2 separate regions of the Sus scrofa genome follow, and region 1 is linked to region 2. Evidence: chromatin contacts called from public promoter capture Hi-C data. All regions are on one chromosome and are shown on one strand. Each heading gives the region's core, a stretch centred on a gene start, on an enhancer-like site or on the middle of the called end of the contact. The rest is flanking DNA. Distances are from core to core; before and after follow the strand shown.

Region 1 (7,255 bases), core at 329-2,828, 1.9 Mb after region 2:
CATCAATAGTGATTAATAATGTATTAGTTGTAGGCACGACTGTTTGCTGCACTATAGGCGCAGACACATCCACATTAAAATACAGACATGTCTGGGATAGAAACAACATATTACATGATATAATGCTTTATTTACACTTTATAAAACACTTTTACCTTAACTAATTTGAAAATATTTGCTGCATCTTTTCAAAAGACCTGGAAGTATTTTCTAATAAGCACTCCATTCATTGCTTGGTAGACTTCATTACCCCCCTCCCCCAATTCAAGCAGGGTTAGTTGCATTTTTCTCCCCTTCTTCTTCCCTATGTAAACAATGTTAAAGTCTTCTCCCCTGCTCCCCCCTCCAGGGTAAAAGCCAAATCTCTCAACTTGTGAAAGCTGAGAGCAACTTGGCAAAATGATATGATTCTGCAGCTGTGACTTTTTTTTTTTTTGTTTTGGGCAGCTGTGACTTTTGACTTCAAATAATGACATGGTGCCTGGAAGTCAGTTCTAAGTCCATTTCCCAGTCCACATCCTTGTTTTGGCACACTGTTTATCTGTGACCTCATTTTGTTTTTTTTGTAGGGCCAAACCTGCAGCATATGGAGGTTCCCAGGCTAGGGGTCGAATCAGAGCTGCAGTCCGACGATCCCAGCTGCATCTGCGACCTACACCACAGCTTAGGGCTACACCAGATCCTTAGCCCACTGAGCGAGGCCAGGGATGGAACCTGCATGCTCATGGATGCTAGTCAGATTGGTTTTTGCGGAGCCACGAAGGGAAAACGTCATTATTTTTTTCTTAATCTATGAAACAGACGCATTAATGTCGATTCACTTCATACATTCGTTATCAGAAGAGGATTTAAAATTCCTTAGGAGAATGAGCCAAGCATGGGCTTTAGTGGGTGCAACATGTTAGCGTCATCAGTCCATTAAATATTGTTGCTATAGTCCAAAGGACAACGCCAAACTTTTTTTTTTCCCTATCAATTCAAATTGCAGTTTCTTTCTATACTTTCTTCCGATTCTTTACTTTTCCTTTGGCTGAAATGAGAAGCAGGAAGGGAGGAGGGAAAGGAGCCAGGGGTTGGACCAGAGGAGGGAAGCCCAACAGACCGGTTAATCGTGTCTGAGTCTCTCCTTTGCTTGCACTCTGAGACTAAGCTTCCTGCAGAAATGGGAGTCCAGTTGAGCAACGGTCAAGGCCAGGGTCACACCGACAGATTTTACAGAGCAGTCTGAGGTGCCATAGCAGGTACCTGCCTCGAGAGCCCGCCTTCCTTCGCGGCCAAGGACCACCCCCCAAGCCCCAAGGTCCCCAAGTCCCCAGGTCCCCAAGTCCCCTCCGCGGGTGCCGGGTCTACGCGCGAGCGCCTCTGACGGAGCGCGGGTGTGCGCTCAGCGGCCGGAAGGAGCGGCAGTGCCAGCGTCCTGCCTCCTGTCCGTCACGCAATGGCCCACGCCGCCGCCCTTTCCGATTGGTCGCCGGCCCAGGCCAGGCCCCTTCCAGCCCCGCCTCCCGCGGATGGACAGGCCGAGAGGGCGGGGCGGCGCGGGCGGGTCCGCCCAGCTGTCAGTTACGGGGGCGGCCCGGCGGGCGGGCGCTCGCTGGCTATCTCGTCCCCGGCTCGCGCGCGCTCCCTCTCACCGCCTGTGGGGAAGTCGGGGCCGCCCTAGCGGCTGCCGCCACCGCCTCGCCCCGACCTCCTCCCAGGTTCCCTTCTGGCTCAGTCCCTACCGCCCGCGCACCCCCGAGTAGTGAGTGACCCCGAGGAGGGTCCGGAGAGTCACCGCGGCAGCGCCGGGGGGTGTTTAAACCATGTTAAGGAGGATTTTGCAGAGGGTAAGAGAGTGAAACCGTCTTTCCAGGAGCACGTGAGCGGGAGCCCGAGTCCGAGGCCGCGGAAGCCGCCGCCGCGCTGAGGAGCCGAGGCGGCGGCGCTGGCGTCCCTCCTCAGTGCGGGCGCCTCCCTGCTTTAGGCCCCGCAGCCCGGGCGCTGATTAGGCCTCGGTCCTCTGCTCCCGGGGCGGGCGTGGGGGCAGGGAGGGCGGGCGCGGCGGCAGGCCGGGGCCGGGCGCCCGGTCTGCCGCGGCCCCGCGCGCCCAGGCCCGGGCCCCGCTCCCGCACGGGCTGTCAGTGCGAGCGGGCGGCGGGGCGGGAGGGTGTGGTGCCGGCGCGTTCCTTCCAGATCCTGGAATGGCAGTGAACACGGAGAGTTGGTGCCGCCGGGGCCGGCCGGCCGCCCGCCGGGCTGGAGGACGCCCCGTGGGAGCCCGCGGGAGGCGAGTTCGGCGGGTCCCCCGGCCGCCCTGCCCAGCGGGCCCCCCAACTTTACGCGACCCGCAGCTGCCACGCTCGGCGTCGCGGTCTGCTCTGGGCAGCCCTGCGTGGTAACGTGGTGAAAGCTGGCCTAGCCTCGGCCCAGTCGCGGTACCGACACGTCCCTGGCAGAGTCAGCCTCGAAGGAAGATATTACTCACTGTTGCAAACTTTTCCCCTCCCCAGTTAAAAATGCGTTTCCCCCTCCCAGCCCAGTAGCTTTTTGGAGCCGTCGGAGACTAAATCCCCCGTAAGCTCTAGCCCCGGGTATGCACTTAACTCCTTTATTTTCTGCCAGTGCTATCTTTATTTACAATCTGGAAAAAAACCTTGATATATAAAGATGAGCGCATTGGCGATATGTAGATGTTGTGTTTAGGAGTCAGTTCCTGGAATAGCAATTGAGATCTTTTCTATAAGATTTACTGTACTCAAGTTTTTGTTTTGGACAACTTCTATATTTCTTTTTGGGACCGATAGGGTGCAAAATGTAAATGATTGAAAAGCTGGTGCCAGATTCGTTAGTTGGTTATTGAGGGAGTAGGATAACTAGTTCAAAGGACAAAAGGAATTAGTGAACTTGTAGTATTCAGTCAAGGAATGTACCAAAGAGAGTTGAGTCATTCACTGCTTAGAAAGGGAGTGAGTGTCCTTGCGGCTGCATAGCTTTGTGAAGTATTCCAGTCATGTGAAACTTGGTCATATATCAGGGCGAGAAATAGCTAACTTTTGCATCTGCCACCCTGTATTGACGTTGGATGTTTTGCAGTGTTTTGCCAGAGTTTTTCGAAATCTTGATAAGCACCTATTTTGGCTGTAGCAAGGGCAGTGCCCTTTGGCCATCAGTTCTGTGCTCAACATCAAAGACATCTGTGCATGATTTACTTGCAGTACTTAGAGATTTTTCTTTTATCAGACGTGTAGGAACTGATTGATTACTTCATGTCTCAGATTGTGTTTCTGTTACATCATTCCATAGCCGAAAATGAGTCGTCTGTGATTTGCAATAAAGTTTATAAATAAAACAGTGTTAACTGACCTAAGAGTAGCTTCTGGTAGTTATAGATTAGTTTTCAGAAATATGAGATGCTTTCCAGTACTCTTGGTTTAATGTTCTTAAACATTACAGTTATATAAAGATCATTTTTAGTGTTGGTGTGTACAGGTAAATGGCTGCAGAAGCTTCAGTTGAAACTAAAAAATGGAATTTATTCTGATTATTGTTGAGACGTGATAAGGAATCATCAACACACAGGAATAAGTCAGTTGACAACTGAGTTTCTTAACCATGGCACTGTTGACATTTGTGACTGGATAATTGTTGTAGGAAGCTGCCCTTTGCATTGTAAAATGTTTAGCAGTATATCCCTGGCTTCTACCCACTCGATGCCAGTAGCTCTCCTAAAATCCCCTACCCCCCATTGGGACAACCAAAAATATCTGAACGTTTTACCATATGTCACCTAGGGGCAAAATTGCCTTGGTTGAGAACTACTGTGTTAAATTTATATGCGCTTTATAAGAAAGTTTGAATTGTCTCTCATTAACTACTTAATTTTTTGTTTGTTTTTAGTGTCCTTATATTGAGTTTCAGTAAATGCAAGGCATCTGCTAGGGGCTGGGAAACAGTTAAATAAGATATGGGCCCTCCTTTTAGAACTCACAGCTCGTTGGGGAAGTGGACATTTAAAAGTAACGACAATGCTGGAGTTCCCATCGTGGCTCAGCAGAAAAGAATCTGACGAATATCCATGAGGACAGGCAGGTTCGATCCTGGGCCTTGCTCAGTGGGTTAAGTCTCTGGCATTGCCCTGAGCTGTGGTGTAGGTTGCAGATGCAGCTCAGATCCTGCATGGCTGTGGCGTAGGACAGCAGCTACAGCTCCGATTTGACCACTATGACCAAAGGAAAAAAAAAAAAAAAAAAGGACAATGCATAGTAGTAATAAGTGCTTTGCAATAATAAGAATGAATAGTTCCTGGGGGCCAGTCTGTGGGAGAATTTTGGGGGCAATCTGGAAAAGCTTGTGGGAGGAGGGCATATTTGTGGCTGGAAAGAAGGGAGGGCACTTCAGGCAGAGGAAACTCAAATGCCTAGGCAAGAAGTTGTAAAAGGGACAGGTAATTCAAGGGAGTGTGAATAATTAAGTTTAGGTAGTAAAACTGTGCAGAGATTGCTCAGATCAGATCAGGAAAGAACCTAGAATCACCTGGCAGGAGCTGTCTGTTATCTTACAGATGGGTCAGTATTAATGCCCAGCATTTTTAATAGAGGCATTTGGATAGAGCCTTAAAGAAATCTTGTTAAATCCACAGGTGGTATTTACTAACAAATATAGCTTGAATCTTTAAATTATGTAACATAGCAACCATTTTATTTTACCCCACCCTGATAATCTTATTTTTTAGCAAAGGTAATAAGGTAAAAGATGAAAACCAAAGTTACTGATTTAGAGATTTGAAATGGTCCCCATGCTTTGAAATTAAATTTCATACCTTTAACATTCCATTTTCATTTTAACTGTTGTAATTTTCTCCTGAATAGTATCCTTTTTAAAAAAATACTTATTTTTATTATATTTATAGTTGGTACAATGACCGTCACAATCCAGTTTTATACTATTTCCATCCCACACCCCCAGCGCCTCTCCCCCCCCCCTCGAATAGTATCTTTTAAACAGTGTTACAGAAAAAGATACCGACAATGTGCTTATCATCAATTATGACTCAGAGTCTTTGTACATCATCAATAAGTTCTAGGGTAGTTTGTATAAAATTTAGGTGCTGGTTCTCCTCTTCTTCCTCTTCCTCCCTCATCCTTTCTTTGAGGTTTGAAAGAGTCTGAAAAAAAAATTGAGGTAGCTCCAGTATGTATGTGTTGACTATTTTGCTTAATAGGCTTTGCAGAGAAATGTGAATTTAAAGTGCTTCATGGCTGGAAAAACATCATTTAGTAATTTAGGCAGTTTATAAACTTCGTTGCCGTTTCTTTGACTCTTTAGTGTATTGGATTTCCTTTTATTAGTATATATCAGTAATATTGCTAAAGAAAAAATGAATTTAATTCTAGAATTGTGGAAATAAAAGGCTTCTTTTGTGGTTAACAGGTCTCTCATTTTAAAAATGGGCAAGTAGGAACTGAGAGGTTGAGTGATTTATCTAAGGCAACACAGTAGATGTCAAAACTGAGGCTTGAGCCAAATTTTCCCAACTCTCAGTACATTTCCCTTTTTTGGCGCCCTGTTGCCTTTTCCTCCTCTACTCAACTAACAGGATTAGCACCATGCCAGTCATTTGGGAAAATATGGGAAAAATATGATCTAACTTCTCCCTCAGGAAGTTACATGATTACGTGCCAGAGTAAATGATACAGACAATGAAGACTGTGGTAATTCAGAGGAGGAATGATCAGAATGACCTGTGTGAGTGGGGAGTCTCCTTGGAGAAAATGGGCAGGAGATGGGGTTTTGAAGAACTGTTTTTAGGAAAAGAGAGTTACTTTCATCCTAGGAAGGAGTTAGAGTATAAACAAAGAGGCGGGAGTACCCCTCATGGTGCAGCGGAAATGAATCCGACTAGGAACCATGAGGTTGTGGTTCGATCCCTGGCCTTGCTCAGTGGATTAAGGATCTGGCATTGCTGTGGCTGTGGTGTAGGACAGCAGCTACAGCTCTGATTGGACCATGGGTGCCGCCCTAAAAAGCCAAAAAAAAAAAAAAAAGTGATTAGAGGCGAAGTTAATTTTTAAAATATATTTCCTTTGACCCAATATATCTAAAATATTTCAACATGTAATCAGTATACAAATTACTTAGAAAGCTTTAAAATTATTAATGCAGTTTTTTGTACTAATCTTTGAAATCTTGTATTTTGCACCAACAGTGCATCCGACTTTAGACAAACCATATTTTAACTATTTAACAGCCTCATGTAGCGGCTTCCTTATCAGACAATGTAGGTCTAGTTGAATACATATGGAAATTCCCAGGCTAGGGGTTGAATCGGAGCTGTAGCCACCAGCCTACTCCACAGCCACAGCAATGCCAGATCCGAGTCACATCTGCGACCTACATCACAGCTCATGGCAACACTGGATCTTTAACCCACTGAGTGAAGCCAGGGATCGAACCCCAAACCTCGCGCTTCCTAGTCAGATTTGTTTCCACTGAGCCATGACGGGAACTCCTATAATTTTAAACTTCTAATTTGGAACTTACTTCAAACTTATGAAAAGCTACAAGAATAAAATAATACAAGAAACAGCTAGATTGTGTGATCCTCTGTTGGGTGCATATATTATTTAAAGTTGTTTTATCTTCTTGGATTGATCCTTTGATGATTATGTAATGTTCTTCCTTATCTCTTAAAATAGTCTTCATTTTAAGGTCTATTTTGTTTGATATGAGTATTGCTACTCTAACTTTTTTTGATTCCCATTTGCATGGAATGTTTTTTTCCATCCTCTCACTTTCAATTTGTATGTGTCCCTAGAAATGAAGTGGATCTCTTGAAGACAGCATATATATGGGTCTTGTTTTGTATCCATTCAGCCAGGCTATGTCTTTTGGTTGGGGCATTTAGTCCATTAACATTTAAGGTCATTGTTGATATGAATGTTCTTATTGCCATTTTATTAACTGTTTTGGATTTGATTTTGTTGCTTTTGTTTTCTTCCCTTCTCTTGTTCTCTCCTCTTGTCGTTTGATGATTACCTTTAGTGTTGTTTTTGAGTTGATTTTCCTTATTTGTTTGTGTATCCGCGGTAGATTTTTGGTTTGCAGTTGCCCTGAGGTTTTGATATAGGAGTCTATATATATACGAGATTGTTTTAAGTTGTTGGTCTCTTAATTTCAAGTGCATCTCAGTGTCCTGCATTTGTACCCTCCTCACGAGTTCTGATTTTGGTTGCATAATTGTGCATGCATAATTTGGCATCTTTACTGTATATGT
Region 2 (7,361 bases), core at 495-2,994:
TAATATACAAATGGCATTCTGGAGCCTATGCCACTTCTAATGTTATTTTCTAATGGAAATTTTCTAGTACGATTTTAAGACAAAGTAGTAAAAAATGTTCAAAAAGCTTCAATATTAAATTCTCCTTTTTGTGGGGACTAGGATGAAGGGGCAGCTCTCTTTTATATGAGTTGGTCTTAGCACATGAAGAACCAATCTTGAAATACTATCTTTTTTAATGACATAGATTTATAGAAACTCTTTTTACTTAAAGTGATAATAGTTTGTATCTTATTGTTCATATAGAGATATATAGATCCTTTATAAATAAAATATTAGCACTGTAAAAAATGTTCATTGTATTTATACAAAATAAATTTACTAAATCGACGTTTGGTGTGATGATGTCTCTTAAACCATAATTTTTTGTAGTCACTCATTTTAAAGATGAACCACACAGACCTGTTTTCCTGAATCATAATTAGGGGTAGCTCTCTTTCACTCATACAATATATTCCCAAGCTGGCTTCTACTTTCAAACTTTATTAAGTCAGTTTACCATGACTTAGGTGAATTAATTGGATGATAAGGGGGTAACCCCATATTAGGCACTGAGAATAGAGGAAAGGTCTCAGATTGCCTTTTTCCATTGGACCTACAGTATCCTTTCTTAGTTGTCACCTTTGAGACTTAACTATCTGATTCCAAATTTGACTGCCTGCAGGAAGGGCTGCCTTAAAACCACCAAACACAACAAATGATACTAATAGGAAAAGGAGACTTTGGAGAATGAGACGAAAAACATATTTCCACGTGTTAAGGGTTGGTGCATGCCCCTTTTGTGTCCAGCTGCCTGGGTCCAGAGGAAAATGACAAAAGTGATGTTCTCCTTCTCAGCTCACTTTTGTTTTTCCAGACTTGGGCTTCCTGAATCCCTGACTGCTTTTCTAGTGCCTATCAATACTAAAAGAAAGCTCTTAATGTGAAAACCACACAGGGCAGCTCTTCCTGCTACACCGCCATGCTTCTGGTAGTATCAGAATGTGTTCCCTTGTGGCTAGAGTTCCCACCCTGGCTCAGCGGTAACAAGTCCGACTAGTATCCATGGAGATATGAGTCCAATTCCTGGCCTTGCTCATAGCCTTGAGCTGTGGTGTAGGTGACTCAGGTCTGGGATTGCTATGGCGAAGGCCAGCAGCTACAGCTGCAATTCCTAGCCTGGAAACTGCCATATGCCAGGGGTGTGGCCATTAAAAAAAAAAAAAAAAAAAAAGAATGTGATGCTCCGTCAATGCCTCTTCTTTTCGCAAATGTTTATTGCCCTTTAAGCACTGTCCTATAAGCTTGGAAACAAACCGCTGAGGAAAACAGACTAAAGCCAGTCTTAGGAAGATTACATTCTAAATGATTTAGAATATAATCACTAGCTCCGTTTGGCCATTAAACCTATTTATTCACAAGAGTTGACTAAGTAAAACTTCGCCACATACAGGATTATACCCCAGCTTGTTTTATTTAAGGTAATTTAAAATATTTTATTGGGATGTACCCTATTTTGTTACTCTTCTAATAAACCTTTTAGTCTAAGGTAAGAGAAAGTCTGTTAACAGAGCCAGATTCCCACAAGTTAGAAACCGAACTGTCATAAAACTGATTCGGTCATTTATTTTTGCCAAAATCGGATCTTCCTTTACCACCTTTTGCAAACGACGCTAAACAAGCGGCTTCTAAAAGTGCCCATAGGGCTCTGGCAGTGCAGTCTCCCTCCTACCCGATAGGGGGCAGCCAATTATTCAGAGGCTGGGTTCTCTCATCCACCCAGGGAACGTCACGACCTCCTCTCGCCACTAATGCGCAGGCGCGGGCGGGAGCGCGCAACGAGGAGCCGAGGGAGGGGTCACGAACTCTGACCCCCCCACAAATACACAAACCCCGAAAGCTCCCTGCCCCCACTTTTTAAAACCCTTCCCCCTTAGTTTTCTCCAACCTGCCTCTTCCCGGAGGCCCCCCCCCCCCCGCAGCAGCCGCCGCAGTGGGACTGTCCGGTCTACGCCCGGGGAACGTAGCTCGGCAGAGAAGCGCCAGTAAGAGCCGGTGAGGAAAAAAGCGGCCGTAGCCGCGCCCGGGACGGGGGGCGTAGGGCACGGGGAGGTCCTTTCCTCCCAACTGCCAACGGCTGCGTCCCCAGTTCCCGCAACAGCCTGCGGCTGCAGCCGGTAGAGCCCGCCCTCTGGCAGCGCCGCGCTGCTCGGGGCGGGCTGGGAGCGCGGACAGCGGCCGGAGCGGCGAGGCCGACTGTGCGGGGCTCCGAGAGAGGCCGAGGCCGTAGCCAGGGCCGGGCACGGGGCCCGGAGCCCAAAGAGGGGCCGGAGTGGCGGGCGCGAGAGGGAGTCCGCGAGCGGCTGGGCGCGCACGGCAGCCTCTCCCGCGGCGCCTCTGACCTTTCACCTACAGGAAAAGCTTCCGTCTCGGCGCCGCCGCCGCTTCCCCCGCCTTGGGGAGTCGAGCGCCACCGCCGCCGGGCCCGGGATGCAGCGTGGGCTCGAGCGCCGGCGGGACGCTGCGGGGTCCACCTGGCCACTCGTGGGCGCGAGCCGAGGCCCGGATCCCTTTCCCCGCGCGGGCCTCTTACCTAATTCTCGTGCTCACCCAGGGCAGACGGAATAACGCTTTCAACTTAAGAACGGATGGGGCGGGAGTGGCCGCTGCCTTTGGATCTGTATCTTTTGCGAAAGAATGGATCGGCCGAGGGTCCTCCCTGAAATGGGCATGTCCAAGCTTCCTGGAGCTCTTTTGTTAAGAAACTACCTCCAACTCCTGCAGATAGCGTTTGTTGAATGGTAAATGTTGCCAGGTTGTCTCGTAACCTTCACCAAATAGGTCACCTGTTTAAAAAATAATGCGAACTGGAAAGGAGAAGCAAAAGGGGTTGAAATTAAGGCCTTTGGGGTTTTGTGCCTCCTGAACTTGTAAATAGACCTTCGACTTTGAGGTTTTTGAACAATGCCTGCTGCGCGGTTGGTTGGTACACAGTGATTGTTTTTAGCTTTTGCTTGTGTGTCACTTTGGTAGATCTAAAAGAAATATTCCTGTTAATTATTTTTAAAAAGTGGATCACATGAGATACATTTTCATCATTCTTTGTAGGGGCATTTCCGTCTTTTTAGGGCGGGTTTTGAGGGAGGCACAAATCAAAGGCGGCAAACATTTCCAGAGTAGCTACTATCTGTGGGTCTTGTACACAAGGAATATACTTCCTACCCGTGGAGAATAGAAAAAAGAAACTGCATGTAATAAAGGATGAATAGTGTATATAATTATACCTTTTTTGAGCCATAAAGGACCCTCTCCAGCCTCTTAAGATCTTTTATGAAAGCCATGGACTGTCTCTAAAAAATGTACTTTTACATAAAATTTTGCATGCTATATGAGAAGTAAAAGAGAAGTCTCTTCTTGAATCCTAGTTAACCTTAGTATGCACAATAAATGCTGTATCCATCTAGAAAGATTGAGTTAAAAACAAACAAAAACATTAGAACTGAGTTTTAAAGGTCGAGGTAATTTAAATGCAGGAGGAGGAGCTTGGAATTGTGTATTTGGGAATAAGAACATTCCACTTTGTCCTGAACAGAGGCCCCTTGGGACTGGTAGGAGTTAAAAATGAGAAGATGAGGAAGACAGGCTTTAAAGGATGCTCCTTTGTGTCTGCAATGGCAGGCATGTTATAGGAACTTAGGAAATATTGAAAAAAATCCAGAAGGGCTGAAACTTTATTCTTTGACCATTAAAGAGGCACTCACAGTTCTGAAGCGGGAGCATAGGATGTATTTCAGTTTTTTAAGCATCTCAAGACCTTGCTCTTGGTCACATATGCTGACACAAAGGTGATTCTCGCCTTGTAGGGTATTTTCGTACACAGAGTTGTGTAAAGTAAATATTCATCCAGTAAACTCAATTCTGGCAGCAGCTGAAATTATACTCAAAGGATTCTTAACTTGAAAAATCCTTGGACTGACCACAGGAGGTTTTATGAGCCCTTTGAAATTCGGCATGTACCATCATTTGTAGTGTGAATGAACATAAACTTGTTTTCTGGTGAGGGAGACCTTAACTTCCGTCAGATTTTCAAAGGGATGTGTGACCCATCCCACCAGAAAAAAAAGAATCCTTGTCTTAAAACCTATTTTCAAGCTTTTTTTGACTGCCCCACAGAAAAATAAATTTTGCATCATAGCTCGACCTCAACACATACACACAGATTAAATTGAAACGTCTTCACGAAACTGTTCTTAACCCTCACTGTACCTGATGCAGTGTTTTCTATTTTAATTTCCTCCTCCCACTGGCTGCACCTGCTCTATGGAAGTTCCCTGGCCAGGAGTTGAATCAGAGCTGTAGCTGCACGCCTACACCACAGCCACAGACATAGCAGATCCGAGCAGCATCTGCAGCCCAGCCTCAGCCTGCAGCAATGCCTGATCCTTAACCCAGTGAGCGAGGCCAGGGATCCTCACGAACACTATGGCATGTTCTTAACCTGCTGAGCCACAGTAGCAACTCCAAGAGAACTCCTTAATTTACTTTTTTTTAAGAAAATTTGTATTTTCCCATCCATAAGTGACTCACAACAGGAAGTTTGCAAAATCCTGCTTTGGGTGGCAGCATTCTGCAGTTGGTGGATGGAAATGGGACTGGTGGGAACTGGATATGGGAGTTCCCATTGTGGCTCAGCAGTAACAACCTAGCTGGTATCCCTGAGGATGCTGGTTCCATCCCTGGCCCCGATGAGTGGGCTGAGGATCTGGCGTTGCTCTGAGATGCAGTATAGTTTGCAGACATGGCTCGGATCAGTTCTCAGGCTATAGCTACCTGACCCCTAGCCTGGGAATTCAGATAAGCCATATGTTGAGGGTTCGGCCTGAAAAGACACATACACACAACAAGAAAATGAACTATACTTGATAAAGTCATACAGCACAGACTTCAAATTTTGAATCTGAATGGAAGAAAGATGGCCCCCTTTTTTTTTTTTTTTTTTTTTTTTTTTCAAATGGCCGCACCCACAGCATCTGGAAGGTCCCAGGCCAGGGATTTAATCCAAGCTGGGGCTCATTGACAATATACTTTTTTCTCTGGGGAAGGTATGTAGGAATGAGATCAAGGTAAATGTGAAAAAAAGAAAAACCGGAGCCAAAAATGTAGGATTGTATGTCCTGTGTATATTAAGTAGCCCTAGAGTAGTAAAGGCAGCATCCTCCTGCTTTTTGGCTTTGTCCCTCAGGTTGGTAAAAATACTGAGCCTTCAGTGCCTGTCTCAGATGTCTCTTCCATAAGGTTTTGACAGACCCTCCCTCTCCAGAGTGGTGATTCTGACCTATTGCTCATCTCTTGAGCACTTTCTTTACTCAGCTAACTTTCAGGAAATACCTCTTACTTGCAAGAGATGCTTTGCTACCCGTTGATATAGATATTTTCACTTAACTGAATCTCCTTCACCTACGAGCAAACATTTGAGAATGTTTGTTTTTAGTCCTTCCATGTTTTGCATAGTTAAAATCAGTTATAAATAAAATTTTGCTTATTAATTTTTCATTTAGTTTGTCATAAGCATTCTCTCTTCATCATTAAGTTTATGGTTTTAAAGAGGCTTTTTGTTTTTTGTTTTTTTTTGTCTTTTTGCCTTTTCTAGGGCCACACCTGCGGCATATGGAGGTTCCCAGGCTAGGGGTCCAATTGGAGCAACGCCAGATCCGAGCCATGCCTGCGACCTACACCACAGTTCATGGCAATGCCGGATCCTTATCCACTGAGGAGACCAGGGATCGAACCCTCAAACTCATGGTTCCTAGTCAGATTCGTTTCCGATGTGCCTTGACGGGAACTCCTTAAAGAGGTTTTTTTTTTGGCACAAATCTTTCTTCTTTGTCTTTGCTAAAATGCCTTCTCAGTAAAGCTATCAAGTTAAGTGACTGACATATAGTCATACGTTTAGTAAATAGTAAAAATGTGATTGCAAGTTTGATTTATTGACTTGAGATCTAGGACACTCTACTTACTACCTGAATAAACCCCCTCCCTAGATTTCTCTGTTTTTCTCTGTGTCACTCCTTCCCAGCTTGCATCATAGCATTTAGTACATGGTCATTTTTAAACATCTGTTTTCTCACTAAAATATAAGCTCCATGAGGCAGAGCTCTTTTCTGTCTTGTTCACTGTCAAGTCCTGTAGTCTCACAGCACCTGATGTTTCAGTAAATAACTTACTGAGTTCAGGAGTTCCCGTCGTGGCTCAGCGGAAACAAATCTGACTAGGAACCATGAGGTTGCGGCTCAGTCTCTGGCCATGCTCAGTGGGTTAAGGATCCGACATTGCTTCGAGCCGTGGTGTAGATCGCAGACGCAGATTGGATCTGGTGCTGCTGTGGCTGTGGTGTAGGCTGGCAACTGTAGCTCCAATTCAACCCCTAGCCTGGGAACCTCATATGCCGCAGGTACGGCCCTAAAAACCAAAAAAAAAAAAAAAAAAAAAACCAAAAAACCCTGCTGAGTTCAGATATGAATACAAATTAGCCTATTGGAAAGCTTCGGTCTTTTATCATCTATGTAGATAACAGCAGGATGCTTTAGAAGGTAAATGAACACAAGATGCAGAGGGCTACGGCTGAAGGACTGCTACTTTTCAAAAGGCATAAGCAAAATAAGTGACCCATAAATTTCTACTTGAAAAATCATCATTAATATTTGAGAATGTTTGTTTTTAGTCCTTCCATGTTTTGCATAGTTAAAATCAATTGTAAATAAAATTTTGCTTATTAATCTTTGCTTTTAGTTTGTCATAAACATTTTCTCTTCATCATTAAACAATTTTCTTATACATGATTTTAAAGAGATTTTGTGTGTGTGTGTGTGCAAATCTTTGTCCTTTGCCTTTGCTAAAATGCTACCTTCTCAGTAAGACTATCTCTGACTTACTAAAAATTGCACACATACCCACCATCCCCTAGCATTTTCTGTCACTGGGACCTGCGTTATATTTCCGCATTTTATCATTTTACCATTTGTTGGTATTGTTCATTTTATTTGTTTATTATCTCTTTTACCACACCAAAACATAAATTTTACAGGAAGTTTGTTTTAGTACTCCCGCCTGTATCCTTAACATTTAGAAAAATGCCTGGCCCTTAGTAAGCACTCTTGGATGGAAGAGTATTGAATGAACTATTGGACCAAGTATGAACATTTTTAAGGCTCTTGATAGACACTGGCAAATTACTTTTCTAGAAAGAGTACAACAATTTAGACTTCCATCAGCAATATGTAAAGAATGGTCATTTTTCCTCAGTTTTTTTTAGTGCAGTTTAGCTTTGGGAAGCAAACATGTTT

What was found. Promoter capture Hi-C pulls out the DNA fragments that hold promoters and counts their contacts.
Region 1: a promoter capture Hi-C map of liver shows a contact between it and region 2, with 10 times the contacts expected there. The contact joins the promoter of EEA1 here to the promoter of NR2C1 in region 2. A contact is called at or near these places in 1 of 5 promoter capture datasets (liver) and 1 of 2 datasets of contacts at active chromatin or transcription factors (alveolar macrophages).

What each region holds. Positions count from the first base shown.
Region 1 is chr5:90,130,129-90,137,383 of Sscrofa11.1, forward strand. EEA1 (early endosome antigen 1) reads left to right here and starts at 1,579. Exons shown (of 33, transcript XM_021091260.1): 1 at 1,579-1,829. The coding sequence starts at 1,806.
Region 2 is chr5:88,229,439-88,236,799 of Sscrofa11.1, forward strand. NR2C1 (nuclear receptor subfamily 2 group C member 1) reads left to right here and starts at 1,745. Exons shown (of 14, transcript XM_005664254.3): 1 at 1,745-2,073. It overlaps LOC110260793 (a long non-coding RNA gene), which reads right to left and starts at 2,720. Exons shown (of 3, transcript XR_002344252.1): 1 at 2,612-2,720. It overlaps FGD6 (FYVE, RhoGEF and PH domain-containing protein 6), which reads left to right. Exons shown (of 23, transcript XM_013998063.2): 23 at 1-369.